3 separate regions of the Mus musculus genome follow, and regions 1 and 3 are each linked to region 2. The links are chromatin contacts, called in public Micro-C and promoter capture Hi-C maps. All regions are on one chromosome and are shown on one strand. Each heading gives the region's core, a stretch centred on a gene start, on an enhancer-like site or on the middle of the called end of the contact. The rest is flanking DNA. Distances are from core to core; before and after follow the strand shown.

Region 1 (4,127 bases), core at 853-3,352, 410 kb before region 2:
CCACTTCTGAGTCTTATCTGCCCCTGTGAGGTATGACACAGCAAGGTCTCATAGACCTTCTCAACTGAACACTGAAGTCAGAGTCAGGCAAAGGACCCAAGTCACAGGACTGAGAACCAAGTCTCTGAATCCAGTTCTGCCCTAGCCCCTGCCTGCCACCTTACTTAAGTCAATGGACCCAGTCCAGTATGGTGGCTTAAGGCCCTGAGCCACCACTCAGTTGGCTACAGTTCTGTAGAAAAGACAGAGAAAGGATGCAGTGTTGGCCACGGGGTGAGGAGCAAGCCTGCAGTTTCATGCTGAGTCTCTCACAGGCACCCCAAATAACTGGTGGGACACCCCCACCATCTGTTCAGTGAATCACAGCTTGCTAATCCTGACCCCACTGGGACCTCTCACAGTGACCCCCATGCATGCCTCCATTGTACGATGGGTGGGAGATACAATGGTTAAGGGAGGCCCAAGCCACACCACTGTTGGGGAACCTAGACAGGACTTTAAGGAGGAAGGGCTGCCACCATACAAATAGGAACAAAGGGACATGATGGTAGCAAGAGTGACCAGGCCTCCACATCAGCCCTAGGAGGGCTGGCTGTGGGTTCTATGGTAGTCACAGCAGGGGTCTGGATGACTTCATAACATACCTGTTCTCTGAGGCACTTGGGTGGAGACAAGGGTAGGAAGAATGCGTCCTTCTAGGATGGGAAAGGTCAGCGGACACAGCTCTTACCTTCTCTGACAGGGCTGACACTCTTAGGCCAGCCTGGGCTCAAGAGTCCCTAGTGTTGACCACTTTGACTATGCCCCATTCAAACTCATGAGGAATGAATTCTTGTCCTTATTCCTCACAGGATGGAATGGAGGCCCCCAAAGGCGAGATACCTCCCTGAGCCCCTAACTGTCAGGGGCAGCATGCGTAATCAAGAATTGCCTCTTGTCTGGTGGTCACTCGCCAACTCCTCCCTCTGGTCCTTCACCAGTCACAGGGAGCAATTTCTATAACAACTACCATAAAGTGGGGTGACCCCGGGGTCCCCAAGGACTGTATGGGCTTGTCTTGGCACCCTGAGTCACACTCAAATAGAGTCTGGGGGTATCCTCTCAGGTCAAAGCGGCCAGTCATGCAATGTGTTCCAGAAGAAGGGCTAGAGGGATTCACAGGCCTATGCCTTTTCAAGAAGTCGCCCACTCAGGCTCCATGGTGGTAAGGGAGCTTAGCAAGCTGTCATCAGAGAAGCCAGGATGGAGTTGGTCCATGGGAAGGGTCAGCGGTACGGTGGTCCCTGGGCTCTTCTGGCTGTAGTTCACAGTGGGCTAGCACAGGGAGAGGGATGGGAACAGGGATAGGCAAGAGGATGGGCGAGCAATGGGTGGGTGGGGGAATTATCGGAATGAGTGGCTGGGTGGGACAGGAAGGGTATGGGTGTCTGTGGGAGTCCGCGTGCCAGTACCTGCACCCCTGTCTGCCAAGAGTCTATAAGCACCCACATCCAGATACCTACGCATTTGAGGGTTATATGTGGCTTCGTGGAAACCCAGCCCCGTGTCTGGCTATGCCTATGTCCTGGCTCTCTAGGTTTGCAATGTGACTTAATGTGGGATGTTCCTTTAAGCATTGTGTGTCCAAAATTGTTAGTTGATTCTATGGGACTATGTGTGGATCTCTATGGTTATCTGTCGGCTTGGTTGTGTGTGTGTGTGCCTGCTCCATGTGCATGTGTGTATGGCATGTTCATGTGTTTGCATGCAGTATGTGTGTGTATAGTATACATGTGTAGATGGTTTATGTGTATGTATGGATGTGGTATGTATGTGCATACGTATCTGTGTGTGTGTGTGTGTGTGTGTGTGTGTGTGTGTGTGTGTGTGTGGTATATTCATGTATATGTGTGGAGAGGTGCGTGTTCTTGGCCACTGGTTTGGCTTGTGGAGCATATCTCTGTGTCTAGGGTATTGGTCACACGCTCCAGGTGTCTGTTCCGAGGTCGTCCTGTGTCCAGCAGGGGGCGCTCCCGGCAGCCTTAGTTCCCGGACAGACAGCCGGGGGTGTCCGCCCCGCCCCGCCCGGGGCCCGCCCGGCCGCCCGGCCGCCCTGGGCTATAAGTTCGCGCCGCGCGGCTGGTCCGCAGCACCGCGCTGGTGATCCTCGCTTGAGTGTCCCGCTGCGTCTGAGCTGTCGCCGCTAGCCTGGCCATGGCAGAGGGTGAGTGCCTGGGCCGCGGGGAGGTAGAGTCGGGAGCAGGCTGGGCTGTCTCCAAAGCTCCAGAGGAGAGCGACAGGTGGGCCAATGGGAGGCACCTTGCTGGCCCTGAATTGTTGGCCTCAGTTTTCCCCACCCCAGGGCATAGCCGTTAATTCTGCCCCTTGGATGAGGTGAAAATGCTACCCAGAAGGTGTACTGGGAAGGGTGAGTTACTGTCATGGGTCTCCCAATAAGTAGTTAAGAACTGGGTCCCTGCTGTGTGCCAGGTGCAGGGGAGCCACTCAGGGATGCTGGCCAGCGCAGGGGGCACTTGGCTTTTCTCTGTGCCTGGAAAGGGGTACAACTTTCCTGGCTGATTCTGTGGTCTCAATTCCAGCATCTGGTGGAGCGCCACTGAAGCCAGGCCTGCCTGTTCTTTCAGGTCCTCTTGAGCCCTCGTGTTCTCCAAGCCCAGATTCTCCTTGTCCACTTGTTGAAGCTCAGGGTTCTCTGCTGTAAGTTAGGGGCAGTTGGACCAGCCTTGGTACAGCCACAGGGCTGAGAAGAGTGGAGAGGGTCCAGGGTCCTGTTCATTCCCTGCCTGCCTCCTTCACATGTGCTCACATGTGTGCATGGGAAACACTCGGGATCACATGAGTCAGGACTTGTACAATGGAGGATGTTCCTAACACGGTCAGACCAGAATCCCAGCTGACTATAAGGTCAAGTCCATTCAGGGATGGCATCTGCCTGCACTGTGACCTCAGAGAAGGGACATGAGGCAAGAGAGGGGATGTTCAGAGGGACCTGAAGCAAACAGGGAAATTCCAGAGGCCTCGGTCACTCCTTTTTCTGAAACCTCAACAGGCTGTGAAGTGTCACCAAAGGGGCTGCTTATCTGCAAGGCAGTTTTCCATCCCTATCCCCAAAATCTGGGGGACCTCAGAGACAGCCCCGGATTACTCTGCTGGGGCTTCCTCCACCAAGGTTCCCCCTGGCCTCTATGACTCTGAACCCTGGCTACTGCACCCTTCAGCCTGTGTGGGTGGGGTACTCCACCCTGTCTCCCCAGGCCAGGGGATGGTTGCCACCAGGGCTTCTAGAAAAATGGCCTTTTTCCTGCTTGAGCCTTCCAACGTTGAGGATTTTGTGGGTCTGCCCAGCCTCAGTGGCAGTGGCGTTAACTTCTTTGCTGTGGTGTGGTCGGTCATTACCAGGCACCTGCTTTTTGATTTGTAGCAAGGGCCACAGACCTTTCACTTGAGGTGGTTTTTGTAGAAGCCTTCTGTACTTCCAGGATGGTTTCCCTGAATTTGGAACTTGTGCACAGCAGGGGGCCCGGAAACTAGGCTGGAAGACTTTGGGCCAGTCCTCACCCTGGGCCTCAGTGGGATCACATGTCCTTCAGTGGTCTGAAATCTCTGAGAGTGCCTACTCTCTCAAGCAGAAGGACTCCCTAGACCTGACCATGAGCCTGTTCAGACCCCACCCCCACCCCATCCCATCCCACACCTGTCACCTAGTGCTTACCCAGGTCCTCAGCTCCTCCTGGAACTGAAAATAAAACTTCACAGTGCACGCCTCTCTCTGGGGCTGCCTCCCCCCCCTCTTGACTTCTTAGCACCCTTTGAGGTTCACTTGTCTAGGATCACAAAGCAACACAGAGAATGAAAACACAGGTCCTTAATACTCCCGAGCTGTCGTTTTAAAGCCTTTTCTTTTGGAGAAAATTGGGCATCCGTAAAGTAAGGATAGGGTGATACATTGCTGCCCTCACCATCCAACCCACTCCTGCCTCCTGCCCTGTGCTGCTCTGGGGAAGAAAACCTCATGTCATCATCAGCTGTGAGCCTATCAACACATGCATCAGAAATAAGGATCCTCCTCGGAGACAAGTCAGCAGAATCCCCCAGTTCCCCACTGTCACCAGTTCAACTCCCAGCCG
Region 2 (4,609 bases), core at 1,013-3,512:
ATATCTTAAAGAGAAAACTATTATGGCCTCGCATCTGTTATCTGTTGCTTATGTATTCTTTCCCTTTTTTTCTTTTAATGTATTCTTTCTCATCAGGCCTGGAGTCTCCATCTACGGGGTCAGTGTTGTATATATTGGCTAAAGGAAATAACTACCAATATTAGTATTTATGGGCTGTTTTAACTGCAACAAACATTGGCCTAACACTGCTTTTTTTTTCTCTTTTCTTTTTTCTTTTCTTTTGGTTTGGTTTGGTTTCTGAACACGATTTCTCTGTGAGACCCTGGCTGTCCTGGAACTCACTCTGTAGACGAGGCTGGCCTCAAACTCAGAAATCCGCCTGCCTCTGCCTCCTCCCAAATGCTGGGACTAAAGGTGTGAATCACCAACCACCAGACATAGCTAGGCTTTTTGTTGTTCTTTCATTTTGGTTTGCTTTTATTTTTTGGTTTTTCAAGACAGAGTCTCTCTGTGTAGCCTTGGCTGTCCTCTGTAGACCAGGCTGGCCTCGGACTCAATGAGATACACCTGCCTCTGCCTCCCAAGTGCTGGGATTAAAGGCGCCAGCTTCTTAACAGACTCTTACCAGAAGAAGAACTTTCTTCACAACCGACCATAAGGTCGGTACCATGAGGTATCTGTTCAAGATTACAACAACTAGTTAGTAAGGCAAAAGGCATGGAAGGCAACCTGGGGCTCCAAATCCAGGCCTTTTATTTTATTTTATTGTAGTGGTGGTGGGGTGTCTCAGTATGTACCCCTGGCTGGCCTGGAACTCAGTGACCCACTGGCCGCTGCCTCCCTCCCAACTTTCAGGCACTGAGATTCAAGGCAGCCATGGCTAACAGCTCAGGTTCACAGGTTCTTACCGCCTACTCTGGCCTGCAGAGATATCACTTTTTTGTTGTTGTTGGTTTTGGGGGTTTTTTGAGTTTTTTTTTTTTTTTTTTTTTAGAGACAGGGTTTCTCTGTATAGCCCTAGCTGTCCTGGAACTCACTCTGTAGACCAGGCTGGCCTCAAACTCAGAAATCCATCTGCCTCTGCCTCCCAAGTGCTGGGATTAAAGGCACGAGCCACCACGCCCGGCCTAGAGCTATCACTTTTAAACTCAAGTTCACAGGTTCTCACTGCCTACTCTTGACTGCAAAGCTATCACTTTTAAAACATCACACCTTGAACAAAATGCAAGTGGATAAGGTTGGCTTACCCACTTTTTATTTCATCCATCACCCAAAGTCTGCTCCATCATATTATGGCCTCATACATATTCAATCAATATGATCAAGGATCTGTGATCAATATAAAAATACTACCTTTTTCATACTAAGTCTTTAAAATGAAGTGTGATTTACAATTACAGTACTTCCTAATTCAGAATAATTACAGTTTATGGGTCCCAACGCCTATTGCAGCTAATGAAAACAAAGATGGACACAAGAAGCCTCGTTAGGCAGTCAAAAGAGGGACAAAACTCTGAGTTGGGAGTCTGGACACTTGAGCTTTGTAACTGTTGAGTGACCTCAAGAGAGTCCTTTCTTCTCTCTGGGTCACCCGTTCCTCACAAGCACCCTGAGCAAGGAGGTCGAGAGGTCTCTTACCGACCCATTCCAAGCTCCGTCTTCCAAACAGCTTAACAATAGCAGGGAACGTGGGCACAGGTTTCTGCACTTTCAAATGACCTTTCACATACATCCATCCACTTTATAGATTTTAAAAGAAGAATTGAGACTCCGTGACGGGAGAAAGACTTCTCCAAAGCTACACTGACACTTGGTAAAGAAACTGAGGCTCAACACCGGGGGGGGGGGGGGGGCGGGGGTCTTCACAACTGTCTCCCCAAGCCCTGTGAATTGGTAGAAACGAGACGGAAGAGGAGCTGAGGGCTACCGGGTGGGGAACAGAAATCACAAGGCTCAGGTCTGGAGAAGGAAGGGGTCGAAAGGGTCCAGAGGGCTTAGGGGAGTGAAGTGCAATGACAGGATGCAAGCCCGGGTGACATGAGAAGTGAGGGCCAGGGACCGAGGGGAGGCAAGATGACGGGACTCTGTCCCTGCTACCCGAGCGAGGATGAGGAGCCCTCCGGCCTCGCCAACTGCTCTTACCTGGTAGCTTAAAAGTTCGCCCACGTCCATGGTTCCGGACCCAATCAGCACAGGGTACCCTGGTTGCCTCCACTCAACTCCCGAACCACGGGCCGCTCAGAGGCTTTTCCTGACACACTGCCGTAAAGCGCCAGGCCCCAGAACCAATAGAGTAAAAGAGCGCGTGGCCGGTGAGCCCGCCACACTGCCGTAAAAGGACGCGCTGCCGTAAAGCGCGCCGCGTTTTGACAATTCTGCTTCCGCCTGTAACCTGAAGGGGCGGGGAAAGGGGCGGATACTTAGGGGATGAACCTAAAAGCGAGGCCGTTATCCAAGAGTAGAGCAGAGTGCTTGGCATTTCGTGGGTAACCTTAAAGAGCTTCCAGAGACTGGCACTTTTGTTCTTTCATTCTCATTTCACAGATAATTGAAGTTGGCCTGTTGGTGGTGTTGAATGCCTTTAATCCCAGCACTGGGGAAGCAGAGGCAGGCAGAGCTCCGCAGGCATATGTTTTGAGTTCGAGGACAGCCTCGTCTACAGAAACGAGTTCCAGGACAGCTAGGGCTACAGGGAGAGAAGAGGGAGGGAAAGAGGGAGAGGAAGGAGCTGAGGTTTGAAATTATGCGCCCCATAGTTAGTCACATGTGGCTCTGGGGCACTTGAAGTGTGCCTAGTCCTAATAAAGATGTTAAGTGTTAATCAAATGCACAGTGGATTTTTCGTACTTGAACTGGTTCCTTTTTTTTTTTTCACTTACTGGGTAAAGGAAGATATATTATGAAATGAATTTGACTTTCCTCTCATTTGTTAAGCGTACTTAGTAGATATACTGAAATTGTATATGTGGATTTCATTTTGGGGTTCCCATTATGCTTCCCCTGGGCTTACAAAATGGCTTCCGGCCATAGGTGGCTGAGAAACCATTGATATCATGTTTGTTTTTTTCCCCCAGGCTTCTTTGTATTCACTAACACAAGACCCAGTGGCAACTGGAAGATCTCCTGTCTACCCAAGCTGTATTAAAGGGTCTGGGGGTCTGGAGACATGGCTCAGCGCTTAGAACCATTTACTGCTCTCTAGACGTCTACTTCCGTTCCCAGCACCCATGCTGGACAGCTCACAATTGCCTGTAACTCCAGTTCTGGGGGATCTGGTGCTCTCTTCTGGTCTCTGTGCAGACCCACAAGCACACGCATACACACATTTATATATATATAAAGGTTGGTTCCTGGGGAAGGAATTTGCCCATTATTGAGAGATAGTCAAGGCGTTCCTCTTCTGGGATTACAACAGACACCATCCAGAAACCCCATTCAACTACCTCCAACTACACATAAGAAAATTGTTATTCCTCAAACTGCCACAACCTCTCCTCATTATTCTCTCTGTTAGCACTTCCTCTACTGTTCACAGACTCAATCTGTCATTTTGTACTTGATGGTTGACATTTTATGTTTTGACAGCCTCATTAATTGGACTCCAAACTCTCTAAAAGTTGGGATTGAGTTTGTCAACCTCACCCTCGAATCTTCAAAGCCCAGAACAACGCATGACAGAGAAGGTTTCACCGTGGGCTTTGTGAGTGTTGTTAAGGAGAGTGGATTTTATGTTATCTACTTTGGGAAGTTGTTGAGATCGTCAAAACAGGGATGCTTTCTGATTGGGTTTTTGTTTTTAAAGAGTAGCCAATGTAAACTGCTTTTTACAGAGTTCATTTGCATGTCCTTCCCCTCCCTTTCAATTAAGTGTAGATTGTGACCTCCAGAGAGGCAGGACAGAATAAAGGTAACCATGAACAGAACTATTTTCTAGTTTGTGCCTTGCCTCAGTCAGCTTCAATAGGCAGATTTGCAAAAGCCCAGTCTGGAGGTTTGAATAAAAATGGCCCCCATGGGCCCATAGGGAGTGGCACTATTAGGAGGTGTGGCCTTGTTAGAGGAGGTGTGGCTTTGTTGGAAAGGTGTGTCACTAGGGAGTAGGTTTTGAGGTTTCAGAAGCTCAAGCCTGGCTATTGTATCACTGTCTCTCCCTGCTAGCTACAGATCGAGATATAGAACTCTCAGCTCCTTCTCCAGCACCATGTCTGTCTGCACAATGCCATGTTTCCCACCATAACCATAATGGACTAAACCTCTGAACTGTAAGCCAGCCCCAAAGAAACCTTTGTATAAGAGTTGCCATGGTCATAGTATCTCTTCACAACAATAAAACCCTGACTAAGGTAGGTGCCAGGGACTGGGGTATTGCTGTGATAAGCCTGACCATGCTTTGGTTTGGAGGAGTGCAGACTTTGGGATTTTGGATTAGAAAAGCAGTTGAATGCTTTAAGTGGGGCTTAATGGGCCATCTTAGTAGGAACATGGAAGATAGTGGTACCTGGAGTGATTTGAACCTATGGGGACCTGCCTCAAGAGGTTTCAATGGAGAAGAATGTTAGTGTGTGGCCTAGAGACTGTTCAAGGAGAAATGGGACAGCAAGAAGTAGAGTGGAGCTAAATCCTCTATTCAAGGAGATAATTTTTTTTT
Region 3 (3,992 bases), core at 491-2,990, 390 kb after region 2:
AGGAGGAAAGACAAAGGTTAGAAACTAAAAAATAAAAGTAAATAAAATTTTAATTTTTAAATTAAAAGAAGAGACAAGTACATAAAGAGCTGTGGTGGCCAGTACAGCTTTGTTTTGTTTTTAAGGGTCTGAAATGCAGCAGTTTGTTGGAAACAGGCAGGCAGGGGAGGGCAGCGGTCAGCACCAAGCTCTAAGCAGAGGCTGGCAGGGACAAAGAGCTAGCTGCCTTCCTGGATGAGGGCTGGATGAGCAAGAGACCTGGTGATGGGAGCCGGCGAGGCCCACTGGAGGAACTAGAAATAGAAGCAGGAGCAGCTGGAGTCGAGTCTCCTCTCTCCAGATGCCGCAGCCTGTCAGAAGCAAGACTCACTCGGGAAAAGGGCTTCTCTTCTGCACATAGGACAGAGTCTGTTTTGTTTCTCGCCTACTCTGTCTGGCTCCTCTCCAACACCAGTTCTTAAGGCTCTGGACATACACAATTCCACAGGCCCCTGTCCCAGGATCCAGAAACAGAGGACAGCAACATCCGGCATGCTCGGTCAGGCCCCGCTCTTCTAGCTTCATTGCAGTCCCCGGTCCCTGGCAACCACCCACCAAATCCCTTTCTGTGCCATGGTGTGTGGAAACGGGACACTGGACAGTCATTTTAGCTGATTTGTTCAATTTGTTTCCTGGGCTTTGGGCAACCCAGCCCATCTGTGGATGGCTGGAAGCGGCATCCGGACAGCACGCCTTCCTAGCCACCTCCTAGGGGCTCCCCAAGGGCTGCCTTCCGTTTTCTTTCCAGGGGTCCGTAGAATACAGTCCTGACTGTTTTCCAAGGCACGAACCGGCATAATAAGCACAAGGCGTCTCCATGGCACCTTTCATTGAGCTTATTGGAGCGTTCTGCAGATGCCACGGAACACCGAGCCAAGTCCCAGGAACACGTTCTGAACCCCAGGAGCTGCACACCGCTTTATTAGGTAGTTTATTGGCGCATCAAATCTGGAGTCTACCACCTTCGGTTCACAAATCAGTTCAGAGAGAGGCTCTAACTTGCCCAATATTAAAGAGTAACAGTGCCACCTGCTCCTCTTCCCTGATTGGCACGATGCCAGGGAATTGACTGGTGGCCTAAATGGGAAATCAAGGCAGGAATGGCTGGAGGTGATAGAAACCTCAGGCTGTTGTGAGCCCAACAAGAACAGACTCTGGCTGGGCAATGGTGGTGCATGCCTTTAATCCCAGCACTTGGGAGGCAGAGGCAGGCAGATTTCTTAGTTCGAGGCCAGCCTGGTCTACAGAGTGAGTTCTAGGACAGCCAGGGCTACACAGAGAAACCCTGTCTTGAAAAAACAAAACAAAACAAAACAAAACAAAACAAAACAAAACAAAACGAACAGACTCTGGAGGCAGGCTTTACTGAGCAACTCATTCAGTTGAGGAGCACAAATGCTATTTAAACTTTTGGGGAGTGAGTAGGGGCACTCAGAGAGAATGTGCATCACTGGCCAAGGCCACAGTGAAGGGAATATTTTATTTGCATGAAAAGGACCTGAGGTGCTTGCTATCTGGACATGACCTTACTCAGAGAGGAAATTTAACCTATAACCCGAAAACTGGTGATGACTACCTCAGAGTAGCAGAAGTGGAGCCAAAAGGCCATGTACGTGCTCTGGAACATACAGGCCCAGGGCAGAGAAGGAGGAGTCCTGCTCCTGCTGGCCTTAAGATGAGATCGTCAGGGCCTGGGCATCACTGGTGATCCAGGCCGGCTCTCCAGGTCGCAGGTCTCTCCTGGTTGCGGCTCCCTGCTCATCTGGCTCCCACAACATCACAGAGTAAGTAGACATGTAAATTTTGAACCTAGCTCTCCTGCTGCCGCTACTGAGGGACAATATCCTCACTAATTGGTTCATAGGAGTTCACAGACCTCTGATGAACAGCAATATGGCTAAATACCCTTCCTTGTGAAGTGCACGGAACTGCATAGCCTGGGTGGGAAATGAGCTGGGTCCATCTCTTTTGTTGCATTTAGCCATTCCTCTTTTGTTATTTTTATCTGATTTGGTTCACTTCAGACCTGGTACCCGTTTCTTATTTATGACTAAAGGCCCCTGGGTGAGAAAAATGGAATCAAGAAAACCGTTTTTCTTTTATGTTCTACAAATGTTTCTATACCTCATTCCCACCACCCTTTAAAATAACATTTCCTTCCCAGGCCCCCCCCCCAAAAGCTTCTAAAATCCCTGCCTTTCCAATCTCCTCTTCACCTTGGCTATAATTATCTTGGGAGAATTTAAATTCCTTATCATGGGTTTGTGATGGCTGTGGCTTAAGGACCGTTGGCCTGGCTTCCATTCTGAGGCTTCGTCAAATTGCCCTCTATAGGAATTACCGTTAGACTCTTTCTTTCCTTAAAGGATGATAATGGGATTGTGACTCTGTTAAAGAAAGAACCCTTCTCTTGCTTGAGATACGTGCTGAAATATTTACCAGTCTGGGATTTGCTTCAAAACAGTCCAGTGAGGGAGATGACAAACACCACAATTGCTCGCTGAAATTGTCAGTCTCCTCCGGCTTTCTCTCACGGATCTTCATTCCTTTTCTGGTGCTGAGGGTGGAACCCGGGACCCCAGGGATGCTCCGTCGGGGTTCTCCCACTAAGCAGTTGCCCTCCTCTCTTGCAGGGACCCATTTGTTTCTTCTCCCTCTCACCCCCCAGGCTTCAGATCTGGATGTTGTGAACCTGAGGGTGGGGTTTGCCTCTGGGAGACTCAGACAAGAAGAGAATCTTAGTTTTGAGATCCCATCTCTATGGGATGAGCATCTGCTCCTCTGGGTCCAGGCTGACAGAGCAGCTGCTTCCTCCCTGGGATCTTTTCAATTCCTTCCTTCCTTCCTTCCTTCCTTCCTTCCTTCCTTCCTTCCTTCCTTTTATATCTTTATGTAATTACACTGTAGCTCTCTTCAGATACTCCAGAAGAGAGAGGGAGTCAGATCCCATTACAGATGGTTGTGAGCCACCATGTGATTGCTGGGATTTGAACTCAGGACCTTCGGAAGAGCAGTCAGTGCTCTTAACCACTGATCCATCTCTCCAGCCCTTTTGACTTTGTTATTAGTGTGTGTGTAGAGGTCAGAGGACAACTTTGCAGGGCTGCCCCCTCTCCTTCTAACTTATGCGGGTCCCAGGGATGGAATGGAAGTGCTTGGGTCTGCGTGGGAAGCACCTTTATCTGCTGCGCCATCTCACTGGCCTGGATTCCCTTTTTCTACATCCACTTCCACTGTCTTGAAGGTAGGTGTAAATTTACCAAGGTCTCCCCATCCCCACCCTGCTTCTGACTCCTGTGCCCTTCAAGGAAGGAAGGGAGGGAAGAAGGAGGCAGCTTAGAGAAGCAACTCTCACTTCCAAGATCTGGACCAGACCCAGCCACCTGGTCCCCAGGGTTTCTTGGAGGTCTCATGATACTCCAATCCCAACATGTGCAAATGGTGCTCCCATCCCTTCCTTGATCCCCACAAGCATCCTGACCCTCCCTGCAGTCATCCGTAGACTCAGTGGGCATCCTTTCCCTTCACTTCTCTCACCTGGCTGCTCTGCTATGCTCGGCAAGGCTGTACTGGTCCAGGCTGTGCTGGTCTTGGCTGTGCTGGTCCAGGCTATGATGGTCCAGGCTGTGCTGGTCTAGCCTATACTCATCTTGCGGAGCCTCCCTTAGTTACCTTCCACCCTTGCACTGCTTCAGGCCCTAGGCTCACTGGCCTGGGCTTCCTGACTGGATTCATTTCCTTCAGGCTGCTGCCAATGTTCTGCCTCCCAAACCATCCCACCAGGCTTCTAGAGCCTCCAGTGGCCTCTCTCTGTGGAGAACAAGAAATGACTAACTTCCTTAGTGTGGCATTTGATATCCTGCATAGCTTAGTCTAAATTATCTATATTTCCTGCTGGTGGAGCCACAAACCCAGGTTCATATCAAAATAAATCAGGGCCTTGATTAATACTC

The links. Promoter capture Hi-C pulls out the DNA fragments that hold promoters and counts their contacts. Hi-C and Micro-C count contacts between places; a contact is called where the count stands out from the background.
Region 1: a promoter capture Hi-C map of hippocampal neurons shows a contact between it and region 2, with 4 times the contacts expected there. The contact joins the promoter of Tgm2 here to the promoter of Ctnnbl1 in region 2. A contact is called at or near these places in 4 of 39 promoter capture datasets (embryonic stem cells, hippocampal neurons and stem cell-derived epiblast-like cells), 4 of 484 Hi-C or Micro-C datasets (all in embryonic stem cells), 2 of 115 datasets of contacts at active chromatin or transcription factors (both in embryonic stem cells) and 1 of 9 other capture datasets (embryonic stem cells).
Region 3: a contact with region 2 is called in a Micro-C map of embryonic stem cells, with 2.2 times the contacts expected there. The contact joins the promoter of Ghrh here to the promoter of Ctnnbl1 in region 2. A contact is called at or near these places in 1 of 39 promoter capture datasets (stem cell-derived epiblast-like cells), 1 of 484 Hi-C or Micro-C datasets (embryonic stem cells), 1 of 115 datasets of contacts at active chromatin or transcription factors (bone marrow-derived macrophages) and 1 of 9 other capture datasets (liver).

Annotation. Positions count from the first base shown.
Region 1 is chr2:158,144,367-158,148,493 of GRCm38.p6, reverse strand. Tgm2 (transglutaminase 2, C polypeptide) reads left to right here and starts at 2,102. Exons shown (of 13, transcript NM_009373.3): 1 at 2,102-2,203. The coding sequence starts at 2,194.
Region 2 is chr2:157,735,054-157,739,662 of GRCm38.p6, reverse strand. Ctnnbl1 (catenin, beta like 1) reads right to left here and starts at 2,262. Exons shown (of 16, transcript NM_025680.4): 1 at 2,104-2,262. The coding sequence starts at 2,133.
Region 3 is chr2:157,344,403-157,348,394 of GRCm38.p6, reverse strand. It overlaps Ghrh (growth hormone releasing hormone), which reads left to right and starts at 1,740. Exons shown (of 5, transcript NM_010285.3): 1 at 1,740-1,823.